2 separate regions of the Zea mays genome follow, and region 2 is linked to region 1. The links are chromatin contacts, called in public Hi-C maps. All regions are on one chromosome and are shown on one strand. Each heading gives the region's core, a stretch centred on a gene start, on an enhancer-like site or on the middle of the called end of the contact. The rest is flanking DNA. Distances are from core to core; before and after follow the strand shown.

Evidence for each region. Hi-C and Micro-C count contacts between places; a contact is called where the count stands out from the background.
Region 2: a Hi-C map of leaf shows a contact between it and region 1, with 3 times the contacts expected there. The contact joins the promoter of LOC100382756 here to the enhancer-like site in region 1. A contact is called at or near these places in 2 of 25 Hi-C or Micro-C datasets (ear and leaf).

What each region holds. Positions count from the first base shown.
Region 1 is chr1:306,728,398-306,731,641 of Zm-B73-REFERENCE-NAM-5.0, forward strand. No RefSeq gene overlaps it. Among protein-coding and RNA genes, the nearest start is that of LOC118476197, 14 kb to the left of the region's middle. Within about 2 kb of position 1,439, at least 15 of the 20 cell types and tissues checked have an H3K27ac peak or open chromatin away from gene starts, as enhancers often do. A contact at or near this core is called in ear and leaf, where this site is marked.
Region 2 is chr1:306,914,755-306,917,998 of Zm-B73-REFERENCE-NAM-5.0, forward strand. LOC100382756 (Transducin/WD40 repeat-like superfamily protein) reads left to right here and starts at 1,680. Exons shown (of 10, transcript NM_001366799.1): 1 at 1,680-2,022; 2 at 2,248-2,353; 3 at 2,586-2,646; 4 at 2,751-3,046; 5 at 3,222-3,244. The coding sequence starts at 1,789.

The sequences.
Region 1 (3,244 bases), core at 189-2,688:
GGGTACTCGCTGCACAGTCTTGAGTTCTTGACACTTGACAGAAACCTGAAACCAGGGTACTCACTGCACAGTCTTGAGTTCTTGACACTTGACAGAAACCTGAAACCAGGGGAAGCAGGGGAGGAGGAACACCATTCTTGAGTCTTGACAGAAACCTGAGAGAAAGCAGGGGAGGAGGACCTACCAGGGAAGACCTGCCGCCGTGCAGGGAGGGGCGCGCCCAGGGAACAGCAGCCACGCGCAGGGAGCAGCAGCCGTGCGCAGGGAGCAGGGAGGAGCCGCGCGCACAAGGAGCAGCAGCCGCGCGCACAGGGAGGAGCAGCCGGCGCACAGTGAGGGGCTGCTGCGCGCGCACAGGGAGGGGCTGCCGCGCGTGCACAGGAGGCCGCGTCCAGGAAGGTGGCGCCGCCGCCGCAAGTGCCGTCCAGGGAAGGTGTGCCCTAATCAATTTCTCTATTTCCTTATCTATTCCCCTCTGCTTCCTACTTTCCTTACCTATTCCCGCGCCAAAACGTGCGCCAATTTGGGCTCTGCGCACGCGCGGCGACTACGGCCAACAACCCCAAGGTCAGGCGTCACCCAGGGGAAGAAGGCGTCGCCCAGTCGCCTACCTCGCTAAGGCGGACGCCATGCTCGTTCTTACCTGGGCGGTGCCGATGCCTAGCAAAATCTAGCGCCTGGACGCCTAGGCGTCGCCTAGGCGATGCCTTTTAAACCATGCTCTAGAGTAATTTTTTTCTATTGTTTCGTACCTTGGAGGACCGTCATAGATGACAAAACCACTTCCAAATCCAGTTCTCTTTCCTCTCTTGTCAATGATGGTAACGATACTGCTCCGGCAGTCTCTGGCTTCCAAGCGAGTGAAGATATCCGGAGCGTATTTCATCATGTCGTCGTCCTGCAGATCACATAGATAAGATGTCAATTTTCATTTTCGTCCCAAATAAGTTCCTACAGAAAACAGAGAAAATAAACTGAGGCATTTTCAAAAGATGACATACAAGCTTCTGTTACCGGATTCAGCTTCCATACACCCAGTATTCCATGTCTCACAACTAAAAGAGCACATTCCAGACCACACTCCGGTGTTTTCTGACTTGCCACCAGCAGTTTTTTCAGAGACAAATCCTCCGGATCCAGAAAGCATTTTGGACAGGCGTTTGGTGAGAAAAGGTTCAGCTGCTGTTACTCAAATCCTGATCAAGTGGGCAGGTCTTCCTACGGAGATGGCTACCTGGGAGGATTACAATGTGCTACGAACCAAGTTTCCCGCTTCTACCATCTGGGGACCAGCTGGTTCTTCAGGAGGGGCACTGTCATGGCGTCGCCGGCACAGGAGAACTAACAGGAAGGGAGCCGCCAGGCGGGATTGTTCTGAGACTGATCTTGTTTGATTGTTGGGCCGGATTTGGGCCTTGTAATTGGCGTATAGGCCATATACATAAATACTGTAGCAACCTGGTCAAGAAATAACAGAACAACAAATCCCCACCATACCTCTGTCTTCCCTCTTCTCTGCTGCTTCTTCCCGCATCTTCTTCCCGAAATCTCCGGTGATCGCCGGTGGCTCGCCGTCGGATATCACACGCGGGTTGGGGATCGCGGGCCGGGGCGGTGGGACTGAGCAACAGTGCAGGCGGTGGCGCGTTCGGCGGCGGAGGTGAAGGGCAGCTTTGCTAGAGGAGGAGGCCATAGGGGTGGGCAGCGAGGGCGGCGGTCGCGGACGCCGGGCGGGGAGGGGATGGGCGGGGGCGCGGTATCGCTAATTCGCTACTGTGGGCGCTACTTTGCTTTAATAGTAGTAGTAAAGTAATAAACTAATAATAGGGACTAGGGGTTTTCTTGGGGTTTTAGAGCCGAGGTCTTCCTGCTCCTCTCTAAGACACTAGACTAGTGCCGAATGAATGCCGAGGCACTCCTGCTCCTCTGTCTTCGCCGTCACCGAGGTACGAGGAATTGGTGGCCAGCCGGCCGGCCAGAGGAGCGTATGCGATCGATGCGACAAGTAAAAGATGAGCCTTTTCTCAACCTCCCGTTGTGCCATGGGAACCGAGGATGCAAGGCGGGCCGGGCGGAGCCGAATGAATGCCGAGGCACTCCTGCTCCCTGGCTTCGCCGTCACCGAGGTACGAGGAATTGGTGGCCAGCCGGCCGGCCAGAGGAGCGTATCTGCTTATGCGATCGATGCGACAAGTAAAAGATGATCCTTTCTTCTTCCTCAATCTCCCGGTGTGCCATGGGAACCTGCGACTCTGCGAGGCGGGCCGGGCAGAACCGAATGAATGCCGAGGCACTCCTGCTCCTCTGGCTTCGCCGTCACCGAGGTACGAGGAATTGGTGGCCAGCCGGTCGGCCAGAGGAGCGTATCTGCGTATGCGATCGATGCGACAAGTAAAAGATGAGCCTTTCTTCTTCCTTAACCTACCGGTGTGCCATGGGAACGGAGGATGCAAGGCGGGCCGGGCGGACTCCACGAGCGGTGACTCTCGACGTAGTCAGAGAGAGAGAGAGAGAGAGAGAGAGAGAGAGAGAGAGAGAGAGGGTGGTATATACCTCCATCCCTGTCGTGCTTCTCGGCTGCAGTATGCGATCAGCGGAGAGACAGCGAACTGCTCACCGGACGAGAGGGCGAGAGGGCAGAGGAGGAGAGGAGGAGAGGGAGTAGTGCCTGGTTGGGGTTTTGAGATGGGTGGCGTTGCCTGAGCACTGAACATTACCGTGACCCCTGCCCCTACTTTTTTCCACTTTGGGAAGAAGAAACCTGACACGTTTGGGGCCACAGGGCAGTGAGAGAAGGGGTATGGGGTATCAGAGACCAGGGCTGGGCAATCGGTTTACTTATTCGGTTCGGTTTTTTCGGTATAAGGAAAGTTCAGTTTTCAAATTTAGACAACCGTTCGGTTAGGGAATTTTATAAAAAACCGGGGATTTCGGTTTTCGGTTTCATCGGTTTGGTTTTCGGTTATTTCGGTTTTCAGAAATTGGAGAACCTTACCAGATAAACTGCATACGACATACAGGTAACAAGTTTCAAATAAACTGCATACGACATGCAGGATTACAGGTAGTAAGTTTCAAGCATACTGAACTGATGGAACTGAACGTCTGAACCTTAATCTTGTAAAGCAACAGCATACCGAACTGAACTGAACGTCCGAATGTTCGAACTGGACATCGCATACAGCAACAGCATACTGAACTGAATGTCTGAACCTTACTCCGTACAACATACATGTAGTAAGTC
Region 2 (3,244 bases), core at 430-2,929, 190 kb after region 1:
CGTTTCTGTCGGATTGATGGGGCGAAACGATTCCTAACCGGATTACTTCACTAATTTATATAAACTTTGTTTAGGCGGAACGATTCCGGGTGCAATCCGATACAAACGAACAGGGCCTTAGGGTGTGTTTGTTCTAAAATTTTAGGTGGAGCAGCTTTGCTTTGGAGTCGGTTGTTTTCTTATAACCAGTGGCAGTGATGGGTAAATACCTTCAAACTGCATGTTTGTGTTGCCTTTTTAAATACTTCAAAGTTACAAGAGGTACTTCAAATTTGTATTATGGCTCTCAAAACTCTATGAAGTTTGTAACTCTAAAGTTAGAGTGTTTGACTAGCTCTCGACAACTCTTTCTTGTAGTTGTGCTTTGGAGCCATGTCATACACTCTCTTAATTATTGGCTAGCAAAGTGCTTGTATGTTGCTATGGTTTCTATTTATGCCTTTGTATAGAGTATACTAGTATAGTACATGTGCCTTGGGACAACATATAATTTAATAAAAATATTAGCACACAATGATTATATGAAAACGATAATACATATATTATCATCGACCTTAATATCTCTTAAGTTATTTGCCAACAACCAATACAGAACTAAACTCGGGATCTAAAGCGCTTCCTTCTCTCCCTTAGCTATTCAGCCACGCATCGCCGACGGCACATCGATGCCTCCTCCTCCTTCTCTCTCGGTTGTTCTTGCCCTGCTACCTGCAGAGGCACATGGCGACATAGAGTCGCGACATTGGTTCGAGGCACTTTCCGATGCGGGAAGATCGATATTCTCTTTGGTGGTGCGGAACTGGGTGAGGGAGGAGAGACGAGGAAAGAGGTGTGAAGTTGGGGGGGGGGGTTAATATAAGCAATGAGTATGAAGGTCGATATCCTCTATGGTGGTGCGATGTATGATGTTTCATGTCGTGTTGGGCTTGAGTGTTTTCTCACGACCCATCTAGAAGATAACGACACAGACCACTTGACACACGATAACGGTAGAACCATGGAAACTGATGTTTTATACGAGTAGAGATATAGAAATAAAAAATAAATATAATAGAGAAGAGATTAGCACCACAAGAGATTATTATACACTAGGAGTTAGTTTGGATTCCCCTAATCCCCTCTAATTTTGAAGACGATTTAAGTTTCCAAACTAGCCTTAGAACATCCTGGTGCCTAGGCACTAGAGACGACGAATAATGTGCAATCAAGTCTTATGTGCAAGTGTGTAAGTAAGACTCCAGATTTGTTGGATCATAATTTAACTGTAGATATTACCGTGGTATGTTAGGTTTTTTTTTATAAAACTACGCGAGCTGGTGGTGGAAGGATTTAAGTGTTACATGTGACGTATTTTTGGATCATGATCTAATGGCCACACTTGCATATAAGTCTCGATTGTACAATAATCAGATCTGTTCAAATGTCGGATCAAATTAAAGTAGGGTTGTGAGTCGTTTGACATGACATGTACTCGACCCTTGCCTAGAGTCAAGTCGTATTAAATTGGTTTGTGTTTCTTTATTATACGTGCTGGGTCGGGTTTTTTTTTTTTTTTTTTTTTTTTTTTTTTTGCTCCGATCGAGTTTTTGGCTTTGGTTGGGTCATTGGGTGGGATTTTGGGTAAAAAATCATTGGTCTTATTTGCACCCTTCCTCTCCATCTAGACACTGAAACGGCCGTTGAAAAAAAAGGAAATACTTGGGAAAAGCCCTCCCCTTCTCTTCTCTCGCCTTCACCACGCGCCGCCCGATCCGCCACCGCCCGCCGCAGCCAGCAAGCCAAGGCCAGATGGCGGCCTCACTCGTGTCCTCGTTTACTGTGCCCCTCGTCTCCGCCGTCCTCGGTGCCGCCATCGCCCTCGTCTTCCTCGCCGGCTACCTCCGCCGCAAGCGCGCCGCCATCGCCCACATCCCTCCCACCGAAACCGCCGCCGCCCCGGACCAGCCTAAGCATGTCCGCCCCTCCAACCAGGCCCAGTACAAGAAGGGCCATCTCCGCCCGCATCACCACGCGGCCGACAAGGTGATCTCAGTCTCCTCCCCCGTCTCTCGGTGCGATACACAGCTACTTCCGTCTTGCCAGGGAAACAAAATCCGCCGCATGGGGATTCATTTCCGAACAAGTATTCTTTCTGTTTGCTAAACACCCTTGAGATGCGGAGTCTTCCTGTATCTTCCGAATCGTTCCTATCTCACCATGAAGATGACATGAACGCACCCTGATCTCCATAATCTTTTTTTCTTCTAGGACGCGGCCAAGAAGCACCACCATCTTGATGTCAACACCTTGAGGGGGCATACTGACTCCGTCACTGCACTTGCCTTCTCCAATGACGCCTGCAACCTAGTTACCGGTCAGCCTATTTCCCCTTCTCATTGTTTCATGCGACGCGTTTTCATAGCCTAGTTTGGTGCCGCCTCTTCTGTGGACATCTTTATATTCCCTGCTGCTCACATTCCACTCAGTTGGCAACTATTTCTGCCATGGCATCGCAAATCCACGAAATCTTACATGCATCTGCAATCAAGTGTATCAGTTACCCCACAATCCAATAAATACTGAATCTATCCTGCTTACTGTTGCAGTATGTGCTGATGGAGCCATCAGGGTATTCAGGATCGATGATACCTCTAGCAAGAGCTTCAAGTAATATATCACGTTCAATAAAAAGTTAATACTTCTACCAAAAAGAAAAAAAGAAGAAGCATGGGCAGCACCATTGAGCTATGATGGCGTGGGGATGTTTGCAGGATTCTTAGGATAAACTTGCCAGCTGGAGCGCACCCTACGGCTGTTACTTTCTCAGAGGGGTCATCATCTGTTGTTGTGGCGGCGCAGGCGCTTCTGGGATCATCTCTTTATATGTATGCGGATGTTAGCGCTCCTCCAACCGCGGAAAACAAACTGCAGGGAAAGCTTTCTCCACCTGAAATCAAGTGGAGTCACCCCAAGATACATGGCAAGGAGTCTGTGCTCAACCTTGCAGCGGCCCGTGCAACTCATGGGTCTGGTGATGGGAGCACTATTATCATTTCATGCTCAGAAGGTGTGACCTGTTATATTGGCCTTTACAGTACTTAATAGTTATTTTAATGGATTAAAGATTGCAATTGGCAGATGTTTTATTCCATTAGCTTCAAATTTAGACATTTTTTCTTTTAGTAGTAAACACAGAAACTCTTAATTTCTCACTAAGGCTAATTATCCTATGCTGTTCACAGCAACTGATATCAAAGTTTGGCAT